Regions from separate parts of the Mus musculus genome. Here all the other regions are linked to region 3. A link is a contact called in public Hi-C and HiChIP or PLAC-seq data. All regions are on one chromosome and are shown on one strand. The core of a region is the stretch at or near the end of the contact, and the rest is flanking DNA. Distances in the headings are between cores, read along the strand shown. Region 1 overlaps Mycbp2 (MYC binding protein 2, E3 ubiquitin protein ligase). Region 2 overlaps Mycbp2 (MYC binding protein 2, E3 ubiquitin protein ligase). Region 3 overlaps Gm34907 (a long non-coding RNA gene). Region 4 overlaps Mycbp2 (MYC binding protein 2, E3 ubiquitin protein ligase).

The links. HiChIP or PLAC-seq counts read pairs in DNA pulled down with a chosen protein or histone mark. A called contact is a pair of places that touch in the nucleus more often than the background predicts.
Region 1: a Hi-C map of bone marrow-derived macrophages shows a contact between it and region 3, with 15 read pairs. The contact joins two enhancer-like sites. A contact is called at or near these places in 7 of 39 promoter capture datasets (the 3T3-L1 cell line, the C10 cell line, cranial neural crest and 3 more), 2 of 15 datasets of contacts at CTCF or cohesin (large pre-B cells and pro-B cells), 6 of 484 Hi-C or Micro-C datasets (the G1E-ER4 cell line, bone marrow-derived DN2 thymocytes, bone marrow-derived macrophages and 3 more) and 7 of 115 datasets of contacts at active chromatin or transcription factors (the 230-238 cell line, the HPC-7 cell line, effector CD8 T cells and 4 more).
Region 2: a contact with region 3 is called in a RAD21 HiChIP or PLAC-seq map of pro-B cells, with 11 times the contacts expected there. The contact joins two enhancer-like sites. A contact is called at or near these places in 2 of 15 datasets of contacts at CTCF or cohesin (large pre-B cells and pro-B cells), 3 of 484 Hi-C or Micro-C datasets (bone marrow-derived macrophages, cerebral cortex and neural progenitor cells), 2 of 115 datasets of contacts at active chromatin or transcription factors (acute myeloid leukemia and neural progenitor cells) and 1 of 9 other capture datasets (liver).
Region 4: a RAD21 HiChIP or PLAC-seq map of pro-B cells shows a contact between it and region 3, with 5 times the contacts expected there. The contact joins two enhancer-like sites. A contact is called at or near these places in 2 of 15 datasets of contacts at CTCF or cohesin (large pre-B cells and pro-B cells), 3 of 484 Hi-C or Micro-C datasets (CD4 T cells, bone marrow-derived macrophages and cerebral cortex) and 1 of 115 datasets of contacts at active chromatin or transcription factors (acute myeloid leukemia).

The regions. Positions count from the first base shown.
Region 1 is chr14:103,113,906-103,116,868 of GRCm38.p6, reverse strand. It overlaps Mycbp2 (MYC binding protein 2, E3 ubiquitin protein ligase), which reads left to right. Exons shown (of 85, transcript NM_207215.2): 85 at 2,634-2,963. The coding sequence ends at 2,749. Among named protein-coding and RNA genes, the nearest start is that of Fbxl3, 16 kb to the right of the region's middle. Within about 2 kb of position 1,693, at least 45 of the 459 cell types and tissues checked have an H3K27ac peak or open chromatin away from gene starts, as enhancers often do. A contact at or near this core is called in bone marrow-derived macrophages, where this site is marked.
Region 2 is chr14:103,154,613-103,157,391 of GRCm38.p6, reverse strand. It overlaps Mycbp2 (MYC binding protein 2, E3 ubiquitin protein ligase), which reads left to right. Exons shown (of 85, transcript NM_207215.2): 58 at 625-2,268; 59 at 2,477-2,646. Among named protein-coding and RNA genes, the nearest start is that of Fbxl3, 56 kb to the right of the region's middle. Within about 2 kb of position 1,496, at least 25 of the 459 cell types and tissues checked have an H3K27ac peak or open chromatin away from gene starts, as enhancers often do. A contact at or near this core is called in bone marrow-derived macrophages and pro-B cells, where this site is marked.
Region 3 is chr14:103,485,597-103,488,580 of GRCm38.p6, reverse strand. The region is part of intron 2 of Gm34907 (a long non-coding RNA gene); the gene reads right to left. Among named protein-coding and RNA genes, the nearest start is that of Gm34907, 23 kb to the right of the region's middle. Within about 2 kb of position 1,525, at least 51 of the 459 cell types and tissues checked have an H3K27ac peak or open chromatin away from gene starts, as enhancers often do. A contact at or near this core is called in bone marrow-derived macrophages and pro-B cells, where this site is marked.
Region 4 is chr14:103,176,194-103,179,259 of GRCm38.p6, reverse strand. It overlaps Mycbp2 (MYC binding protein 2, E3 ubiquitin protein ligase), which reads left to right. Exons shown (of 85, transcript NM_207215.2): 53 at 1,930-2,004. Among named protein-coding and RNA genes, the nearest start is that of Fbxl3, 78 kb to the right of the region's middle. Within about 2 kb of position 1,794, at least 4 of the 459 cell types and tissues checked have an H3K27ac peak or open chromatin away from gene starts, as enhancers often do. A contact at or near this core is called in pro-B cells, where this site is marked.

The sequences.
Region 1 (2,963 bases), core at 444-2,943, 370 kb after region 3:
TGGGAAAGGATTATGTTTTAATTCTTGGGGCAGGGAAGGGAGATGACTTAACTGTGGTGCCTTGCATATAGTAGCAAATACCAAGCCCTGAACAGAGTCTTTGTAGTTTTTACTTGATGACAAGGTCTCAGGAAATTGCCCAGGCTAGCCTAAAGTCACTCTGTAGCCCAGGCAGAGGCCCCAAACCTGCAGTCCTTCTGCCCAGAGTATGACTGGATGGGATTACAGGCCTCTCCATCAGGCCCAGCTTGTGATGTTTTGGGCTATTGGGGTCTTTTTTTTTCCTCTTTAGGAAGATTTCCATAAAATAGGAAGAAGATTTGAGGTAGAATACCTAGGAAGTGGCAGCAGAGTTAGAACCAGAAAGCTAAAAAAACTAAAATATCCACGAAAAATACAGAGGAAACCACTGTCCTTGGAGATCAGGCAAAGAAAACAAATGAACACAAAACCCAGGAGTCTGAAAAAAGAATGTCAGATGTCAGGAACCTTAGCATCATAGGGGGGAAAAGTGATGGGTTGGGAGAGAGAAATGAGATTGGAGGAAGAATTGTATGTGAGCTGAGTGTGGTTACTGTAAATACACGCACACATATGGTGATGGTAGCTTTGCTGAAGCTCTGAAGCACACCCTCCCACTATGGCTTCTTAGGATACAGATGGTAGGTCCCCTCAAGCAGGGCAGTAACTTCACCCTCAGTCACAACCCGCAGTCCTAACCATGCTATATACCCACTAACAAAGAGACTACAAAAGGGCAAAAGGCTAAAAATAGATTAAATAGACAAAATATATAGATAAAATAGACAAAAAATAGATTTTTTTAAAAAGGCAAAAAAAAAAAAGGCAAGTTTCTATTCACTGTTGAGAATTGGGCCAAAATTTTAGAGCCAGGAGAATGAACAGGTGACTGGTAAATAACCCTGCAACACTCTGACTTATGTGCAATATGTTGTCATTTGTTTGTGATCTTTATTAATTTGTAGCAGACTGTGAAAGAAGCAAATGGAGACTGTTCTGAGAGGGCAGAGTGTTAGGGAGTCAGGAAAGATGAGAGCCATGACAGTGAGGATGAGGAGTGAGGAAAGGCAGGGTGTTAGGCTGACTGTCAAGAAAGATGAGAGCCATGGCAGTGAAGTGGCGTAAAACAGCGAATGCAGTGAGGACCACAGACAATCAGAGATGATCTTTCTCAGAGAGAAAGGAGAGCACTCAGCAGAAGCTGTAGATCAAAGTCTGGAAAGAAACAGGAACCAAAAGAAAGTCCATCATGCTTCCAGGCCTTATGACATGGGAGGAGCCCAGAGGACAGGCCTTATGACATGGGAGGAGCCTGGAGGACAGGCCTTATGACATGGGAGGAGCCTGGGGGACAGGCCTTATGACATGGGAGGAGCCAGGACAGGCCTTGTGACATGGGAGGAGCCTGGGGTCAGGCCTTGTGACATGGGAGGAGCCTGGGGGACAGCCACTTGCAGTAGAAAATTTAAAGGCAGTGTCATCAGGGAAAACCCAACTTTTACTGGTTATTGAAATTGTATTTTCTTAAAATAAAAATTCTAAAAATGATGAAGTTTGCAAAGAAGTAAGTGAGCTAAAGGACACAGTTGTGGGGCATAAGCTGAGATGAGAGCTCAGGCCAAGGCTTCCACTGCGAGGGACTGAGTCGGGCTACATGGAGGACTTTGTCCTTACTCAACTTCACTCCCAAGAGTAAGTTAGGGTGGGTCTGTGGTAATGCTGGTTAAGAGCATCACACAGCTACACTGTGCCGTTACTAGCATATCATTTAGATATTTAGATAGAAAAGGTCAGGTTTTGCTTTGACATTTGTATAAGCCTTCTTGATTTCAAACCTGTGTCTTTCCCACAGTGTTTCCAGATGACTACAGTCCGTTACGTTATTGTAATGTTCATGTTTTAAACTCATCTGGACTTTGCTTCAGATACTTAACAAATGGCATTGTCAGTCTTACCATTTTGGTAGTGTGCAATTAGTTTCTCTTCAGTGAAGGTAGATAAAGGTGAACATGGTTTATTTATAGTAAGTTTGATTTTACTTGTAAAAAAAAATACACACACCGCCCCCCATGGGCTGGAGAGATGGCTCAGTGTCAGCACTGACTGCTCTTCCAGAGGTCCTGAGTTCAATTCCCAGCAACCACATGGTGGCTCACACCCATCTGTAGTGAGATCTGATGCCCTCTTCGGTGTTTCTGAAGACAGAGACAGGGTACCCACATACCTGAAATAAATCTTTTAAAAAAAATCCCCCACAAAAATCTGGTTTGGGTTTGTTTGTCTATTTGTTGATGTAGAATAGTTTTCTGCTAGACTAAGGTTAGAGATTTTTGTGACTGATTTTGATCATTGCTCCTTAAAACTTTCTAGCTCAGTGATCCCCTGGGTAGGATGTTATGGTCGGGGGCCATTTTACTTCCTGTTACATGCATACATGTGTGTATAATGCTGAAGCTTGCATGGGGAACATATCTGTACTAAGAAGAAAATTGTTTTTAGCTTGTTAATTCATAGACATGTTATTTCTTTGAATAACTTGATTTTTATTCACATGAAATTTATGTGCATATTTTAAAATTACATTTTTTTAACCTCCTTCAAAATGTATACAGGTCCCAAAGGCAAGCAGCTAGAAGGAACTGAGTGTCCACTCCACGTTGTTCATCCGCCCACGGGGGAAGAGTTTGCTCTCGGGTGCGGCGTGTGCAGAAATGCTCACACGTTTTAGAACTTTCAGATCCTTTGTCTATGGAGAGGATAGTTACCTTCATCCACCGGGAGGATGCAGTGAACTTTAAGCTCTGCTCAGGATAAGAACGGGACCATTTTACATCGAAAATGAACCATTTACAGTGCAGGAATGATGCCAAATACCGTGTACATAATTCTTGCTACGAACGTTTCCCCTTTATTTTGGTTTATCTTCTTTGAACCAAGACATC
Region 2 (2,779 bases), core at 247-2,746, 330 kb after region 3:
TTTTATGTCAGCTAAGCTACTAAGATCTTAAGATGAGCACTGTTTTCATATAACAGAGAGAGTGACTGGCTTACATGCTAATACACAACAGCTTTAGGACTTCCATACTTTATTATTTCATTGTAATCAAGACATTAAACTACGATGTCTCCTGTATAGAGCTCTTCACTAACCTAATTGTATTTATTTTTTACAATTGAATACAATTGAGTTTCTTTGTTCAACAAGACCTATGCTGTTACCCTAAGTATGCTAAGTTTCACTCTCCTGAATATCGTAACTTGATTATTTTTGTATGGAGGATATTTTTCAAAATTTAATTTTTAAAGTAGTTATTCTCTTTCTTGTCTCTTGCTGAATTTAAATTCTAATTAGTTGCATAAGGGCTGTGGTTTATATATGTAACACTAATAGCTCATTTGGGTGAATACATACTGTTTATTCATATAAACATGTATTGTTGTAGCATGTGTAATGATAGAGTAGAAATTTTATGGAAAATATTTTCATTTTATTCTTAACATGTTTTGTATATGTGATAAGTAGCGTAAATTTTGTAGCTTTTCTGTTTTAGTGTTTATGTTGCATTTTATTAACAAGTTCACTGTGAAATGGATCATGCAGGTGACAGAGGAACTATCTCAACATCTTCAAGACCAGTGTCCACATCAGGGAAGTCAGAGCTGCCCTCTAAGCACAGCAGGTCAGTTAAACCCGACGGGCATGTGAGCCGGACTCCTGCTGACCAGAAGAAGCCACGGGGGACAGAAGGCTTATCTGCTAGTGAATCCCTCATGTTAAAATCTGATGCTGCAAAGTTGAGGTCAGACTCCCATAGTAGGTCCCTGTCCCCTAACCATAACACTCTGCAGACACTGAAGTCTGATGGGAGGACGTCTTCTGGCTTCAGGGCCGAATCCCCAGGACCAGGCTCGAGGTCATCCTCCCCTAAGCCCAAGCCTCTGCCGACTCCCAGGTCTAGCCCATCTGGTGCAAGCTCTCCACGCTCCTCCTCACCACAGGATAAAAATCTACCTCAGAAAAGCACAGCTCCTGCTAAGACAAAACTTGACCCACCTCGGGAACGTTCCAAGTCAGACTCATATACACTTGATCCAGATACCCTCCGTAAGAAGAAAATGCCCCTCACAGAACCATTAAGGGGGCGGTCCACATCACCAAAACCAAAACCAGTACCAAAGGATCCTAAAGACTCCCCAGGGTCTGAAAACAGAGCCCCTTCTCCCCACGTAGTGCAGGAAAACCTCCACAGTGAGGTAGTTGAAGTCTGTACTTCAAGTACTTTAAAAACAAATGGTGTCACGGACAGCACCTGCGATGACAGCGGTGACTTGAAGAGTGTGGATGAAGGTTCAAATAAAGTGCATTTCAGCATAGGCAAAGCACCGCTGAAAGATGAACAGGAAATGAGAGCATCACCCAAAATAAGTCGGAAGTGTGCTAACAGACACACCAGGCCCAAAAAAGAAAAGTCTAACTTCCTTTTCAAAGGAGATGGAACCAAATCTTTAGAACCAGCCAAGCAAGCCATGTCCCCGTCTGTGGCTGAGTGTGCCAGAGCCGTCTTTGCCTCTTTTTTGTGGCATGAAGGCATAGTACATGATGCAATGGCTTGTTCTTCCTTCCTGAAATTTAATCCTGACCTTTCCAAAGAACATGCTCCTATAAGAAGTAGTTTGAATAGCCAACCACCCACAGAGGAAAAGGAAATCAAGTTAAAAAATAGACATTCATTGGAAATATCGTCTGCTCTGAATATGTTTAACATTGCACCTCATGGCCCAGATATATCCAAGATGGGTAGTATCAACAAAAATAAGGTCTTGTCCATGCTTAAGGAACCGCCTCTCCATGAAAAATGTGAGGACGGGAAATCGGAAGCCACTTTTGAAATGTCCATGCATCACACAATGAAGTCGAAATCTCCACTTCCTTTAACATTACAACATTTAGTGGCTTTCTGGGAAGATATCTCTTTGGCTACAATCAAAGCTGCTTCCCAGAATATGATTTTTCCAAGTCCTGGTTCCTGTGCAGTCCTTAAAAAGAAAGAATGTGAAAAAGAGAATAAAAAAACAAAAAAGGAAAAAAAGAAAAAAGAAAAGACAGAAATTCGGCCAAGGGGCAATTTGTTTGGTGAAATGGCCCAGCTGGCTGTAGGAGGGCCAGAGAAAGATACCATCTGTGAGCTGTGTGGAGAATCCCATCCGTACCCAGTGACATATCACATGAGACAAGCTCACCCAGGTAAGCTATTTTGTGGTGTGTGTATATATATGCTTTAGTCCTGATAAGCTACATCCTCTGAACTATATCACATATGTACACCTTTTAAACAGTTAGGTACTTGCTCGGGATTTTACTTTGAAAAGATGCACCTGTTGCTGATATAATATCACTAGTGAAAAATCAAAGACATTCAAAATGTTAAATGTATGTCTTATTTTTTTTCAAGGTTGTGGCCGATATGCTGGTGGACAAGGATACAATAGCATTGGGCATTTTTGTGGAGGATGGGCTGGTAACTGTGGTGATGGGGGAATGGGAGGAAGCACTTGGTACCTCGTATGCGATCGCTGTAGAGAAAAATACCTCCGTGAAAAACAGGCCGCTGCAAGGGAAAAGGTATTTTTACTACATTCAGGCTATATTATTTATGATATGGATTAGTTGTATGTAAGTGATACTAAAATTCAGCTTATATAACGAAAATGAAATACTAATTCAATATTAGATAAGTAACCTGTTTCTAATGTAA
Region 3 (2,984 bases), core at 276-2,775:
CTTTAGGAAATCGCTTTCCCTGCTGCACGTGAGGATACATTATGAACAGGAGAATGACCGTTTCTGACATTTTCCTTTTTAGTGAGCCAGTGCTTTCAGAAATGGTGGAAAAAGTCATAGATGACTTAGTGGCCACACTTCATTGCCAGCTCCCCATCAAGGAATGTGATCTCAGAGTTCTGTTATAGATGATAATAAGCTCCCTGGGAGTTCCTAGTGGTTACAACTTCGTCTTATGTCTACTTCTTCTCTTCACCGGAGCTGAGAAAAATAAAAAAGCCTAAACTTGGGGTGAGAGAATGGCCTCCCTTTTGCTATGCTAGTGAGTATTGTGAAACATGTTTTACATGTGGAAAAGTTTTAGAATTCATTTGGTACCCAGGCAATAATGGTGAACCTGAACTTGAACCTGTGATAGGCTTTATCAACTAATCTCCAAACTGGGGGATTATTCTTACTGGACAGAAAAACAAACAAACAAACCCACCTAGCCTCAGAAAAGTTATCAAACATATTTGAGTTTAAGACATATCTGTAAAACATATATACCATCATGGGGCTTTTGATTTATTTTGTTTGTTTTGTTTTATTGAGACAGGATCTCCCCGTGTAGCCCTAGGTGTCCAGAAACTCAGTTTGTAGACCAGGCTGACCTTGAACTCACAGACGTCAACTTACCTCTGCGTCTCGAATGATGAGATTAAAGTGGTGTGCCGCCATTCGTGGCTATGTGTTTAAAGAACCATTGTTAGGAACAAGAAAAGCAAATTGACTACCACTCTCCGCTGGTGGTGCCTCTGTAAAGTCAGAACTTTTGCACGTCAAATGACCCTAAAAATCCTTTGTATGCTTAACTGAGTAACTGAATAGAATGACTACATGAGAACAAGGAATGCATGAGTGTAACTTAGCTCTTGGTCTTTCTGAAAATTTAAAATTTGAGATTTTACAAATTCAGGCTCAAATTCAATGGTGTTTAATGTCCTAAATGTTTGCAATCAGAAATAGACTCTGGAAAAAAATAATTTTGAGTGATAAAATGACTGAAAAATATCACACCTGAGTTTTATTTATCAATGAGTTTCAAAATGGAACAGTTTCTGTAGGACCTAAGGTCTATAAGAATTAAAACATTAATAATAATAACAATGATTACAGCTCTTTTCTTTCCACCTTTGGCTTTTGCAGTTGGCATACTCAGCTAAGAATTATAGAATACAGCAATCCCACACCCTATAGATATTTTACCTAAACAAAACGCAAAGTCTACTTTATACTACAGCATGGGTGCAATGGTTTCTACAATGACAGTTCCATGGGAGAAACATCTTTTCTTTACAAGTACCTTGTCTCTTGAACTAGAACACAGCCAAGCGCAGCCAGTTTGAGGAACAGAAACTGAGAAACACTTCCTCATTCTGAAAATAAATCTCAAAAAAAAAAAAAAAAGCTGCATAAAATTGAGTTGCATGAATTCTGAGTATTATGGTTCCCTGAAAGGCTGCGTGGAGACAGCCACCCAGAGAACTTGGGAAAATGAGCTGACCACACAGAGAATCACATGTGTTGTACATAAGAGCCCCGGGAAGGTTAAACGTGAAAATACTATTAATATTATCTCTGTTTTACAAACGATCGAAACTAGTTTATTCTAGTTTTCAGAGAAGCAACTGGGAAACTTGGAATTTAGCTTCGAAGCTTGTCACTAACTCTTCTAGCCTAGGAGTACTTGGCATCAGGTGAAGAGTGGGATTTTGGGTTGGCTATGGAAAAAGAAACAGTCTTTGTTCTCACTAAAACATGGATAAAGATTACGATCAATAGCTAGAGACATCCAATGCCATGACCTGTGTGCCTTTGGGATTGATCTAGTGGGCCAATGGAAAATGAAGAAATTATAAACTCAACAGCAAAGCGGGGGTTGGGCAGCGTGGGGCGTCGGGTCAGGTGGTGTGGGGGCGAACAGCATGGGGGCCAGGCACCTTGGGGCGGGTGGAGTCCGGGCAGGCGACGTGGGGACGGGCATCCTCGGGGCGAACAGTGTCAGGGTGAGCAGTGTGCTCTGATGGTGGTGCACAGCAGCCCAGGAACTCAGTGCATTGGTTGTGTATAAGTGATAAAGGAGGCAGACTAGTTAATCTCGGTAGAAAGTCTGTGGAGGAGCAGTCTCATATTGAAGTGATCTGGGATGAGACAACTCTGGATGATACACATTGTTACCATCTGTAGAACAAGGGGAAGGCCTTGCCATGCCCCAGGGTCTGAGGCATTGTGTCCTTGACATGGCTGCACTAATGTCAACAATACAGGTTCGCTCAGCTTCGTCTGCTCCGCACCACACCATTTTTATTATTAATAGGTTGAAGCAATGAGCTCTATGACCCTACCTCACCTCAGGACATCTCTGAGGGTGTTGACATGAATCAGATTCTGATTCAGCTAGAATGGGGATGAGACCCGCGTTTCTGCGTCTCTAACAGGTTGACATCAGTCTGATAGTCTACACGCTGTAGGGTGAGCTGCAAAGTTGTCCTATCAGGTTAGATTTGGTCAAATGAAAGGTTAACACTCAAGTTTTCAGGTTTCACCAGGTTGGAATTGGTGTGGGGCAGCCAGCTGCACCAGGAGGGAAAATATATCACAGCAGGCTCAAAGTGAGGTTTTGGGGATTAGAACAGCATTTAGGCGGAGTACCGTTGTGCAATCTCCCTGCACGCCTCCCTCTGACTCCCACATTGAAGCTGGCCTCTGTCCTCAATTGCTCGTCACACGGAATGAAAATAAAAACACCACGGTAACCAGGCTTGCTATACTAAATGGGACATGAGATTTGTTACCTTTTTTATTATTATTTCAAATTGGATAGTAATAAAGGCCACGTTGTATTTTTAATATGATGTGTGGGTACGCGCCTTCTCAGCTTTGAACAGAGCAATGAAGTTGTAGCTACAGTCAAACTTTCCTTCTGTGTTTAAGATGGCATA
Region 4 (3,066 bases), core at 545-3,044, 310 kb after region 3:
AAGAAGTAAGTTAAATTATTGTGTATGTATCTCTGTGTTGCGCCATATTAATCTTTGAAGTTATATAGTATGAAAACATAATTTGTCTTTTGTAACAAACTGAAATTGAGTCTTTAGATAAATTACTATTTTGATAAATATTCATATAATTAGCTGAAATATTCTTAAACCTTCAAAATAAAACTAATTTCTATTTGGTGAGTCTTAATACTTGATAAATAATTTAAATTTACAGTAAATTTTTGTAGTGTGAGAGTTTTCTGCAATTATAGGAACTAAAGCACAATATATAAAATTAGAATTTATAAATAATTAGAATAAACAACTTTTTTCACTGACAATCTGTTGCCATAGTATTAGCTAAAATTTTTAACATCATTTTATATATTACTGACTGAACAAACCCTTAATTTTGTACAATGAAATTAAAGAGAGATATAAGCATGAAAAATGATGCTAGTCCTCTCTAATGCTGAGTAGATCTGCATGATCTGTAACACTTGCCTGTCATGCTGCTCTTAGTATTAAAGTCATGTATAGTAAATGTGAAAATACTTCTTAATATTGACATTTTATATCTAAATATCTGCATCACTGTTCTCAGGGAGAACAGCCACTGACAGACACATTTTCATACACATTGACCATCCAATATGTGTATCATTTTCCTTCAGCACGGCTTTTTTAAATGCTTTGTAAAGATTTCACTTTACCTAAATAGAGAGGACCTATTGACCATGCATTCCAAATTTCGGGGATAATGGCTCTGGTTTCCATGTTTTAACTTTATTTGCAGACACATTACTAGAAACTCATTTTTACATGTTTTATATTATATAATTACTATTTATAAAGGTGTATATGTATGTCTATATATGTTTCTGTATCTACCCACACATAACTTAAGGAAATAAAGAAGCAAATATCTTTATTTTTCTATAAGTGATCAAGAATTTTAATAATTATTTCATGTTAAAGTCATCAGTGATATATATTTCAATTAACATTTGAATGCCTTGCTTGAGTAACCTTTTAACACAGTCTTTACATGAGCAATACATTTATGGTATGTTTGCTGCATATTGATTATATTTGAATTTTAGGTAAAATGAAGTATAGGTTGATTGTGTGATGTATCTGTGCAAAACATGTATTACATAAATTTCTATTAAAATGTTTGTGAAAAATAGGACTGTGTTATCACAAATTAATTGTTCTTTAACAAAATACTTTGGAATTCAATTTGGAAATCCTGAACGATTATGATTTCCTAAACTTTGAGATGAACGAGTTATTTGTCTTTTGATAAAAGATTAAGCTTATGTTTCTTTATGCTTTTCTTGAATTTTTTTACAAGTAGTTTTTGAAAACACTTGCTAAGATCTTTCTTTGTATTTCTATCTTTTTCTTTTTCTTCTTTCATTTATATAGGGAGGAAATATTTTAATGATTTTTTTATTTGGGTTAAGTTTTTTAAATTTTGATTTTAAAAGTGATGGTTTACATACATGCCATTATTATTTGTAAGAGTTGTATTTTCTACGTAGTCTCCATTGTTGACGTCTTTATAAAACAACAGATTATTTTCTGTCATAAAACAGAACTGGCTTGTAATAGAACAAATAATGTTCTCATTTAAGGGTTTCAAGGTTTTCTTCTTACACTGACTCTTAAGCCTTAATAGCAAAATCTGCTCTTAATGTTAATAAATGGCATGACACACTACATCTACAGAGAGCTTTTGACAAACCTTATTTTTCAGAACTTTGGTGTGTGGTTTACTCAGGTGGCTTCAGTTTCACTTTAGCAAAATTGTATTTCCTATTGGCGCTGGAACTCAGGAAATGTCACTGTGAACGCATCTTCTGCAGATGATCCTCTGTTCCCTTTCCTTGTTGATATCTTTCTTTCTTAAACTTTGTTGCTCAGAATATCTTTAATGCTAGCCAAGGAGTCAGGGATTTGGACGTATTTTCATGGACTTCCAAAGCTTTTTTTCCCCAGGTGAGTTAACTGTAAGGAACAATAAGCATGTTCCAGGTGTCTCAGCATGTGCAACAGGATTGACATTGTATTTGAGGCTTTGCTTAGAGTTAAGAAACTGAAAAGTTACTGGGGGAAAACTCTGTGCAAAGTGCTGCAGTTGCGTTTCCCTCTCCTCTTCCTCCAGTGTCATTGGCTTTAAATGAAGGCGCACTCGCTCGCTCGAGGGGCTGCCCAGCTACAGGGGTTCCTCCAACAGTTTGCTCCAACTCACTTTGTTCAGCATGACCTCACATAGGGAGTAGTGCTGTGGTCTGAAGCTCTTCTATGCAGCCAGCCCCAGCCTGTTCTTTTGAATTGTCCTTTTGACTATTTATTTTAGATAAGGGGTTGGGAATTGAATGAGAAATAAACAAATAAATATAAATATATATTATATATGATTGAAATTTACCAATTTTATAGTCTGGTATACGGTCCACATTTGTATATTGAAAAAAATGTACCTTTTAAGATTACTTAAGAATGACATGCACAGTTACAATTTTATGTCCACCAATTAATTTCATATGGCTTAATACAAAAGTACTTTTTATCTTTTAAAAAAAAATGCAGTTTTCTAGTGACTCTATATAGCTTCAATAATGATTAGACAATATGAACTGTCTATTAAGACTTTCCTGTATGACCTTGGTGACAGACTGTCAGGAGCATCAGCTTTGTCATGCTAGCTCCCCTTGGTTACCCTGAAATGGAATTAATGACCCCGGGAGATAGATCACTGAGTAACACTCAAGCAGTTTTCATGCTCAGGATTGCATTTTGCTGTTATTTTTAGTGTCAACATGAAACTTTAAAAAGCACAAAAGTTTCCTCCTCTGACATAATATACTTACTGAAGTTTACTGTTGAGAAGTAGCAATTTTTAAATGTTTATTCAAAAATCTTGTGATTATACTAGCACTGTTCAAAGTTTATATCCTATTATACCTTTAAATTTATTTTTAATATTCTCTTTACATGTATAGAAGTATATATACAGATTTTTACAAATGATCTATGAATGCCTAATTTAAGTTTAGT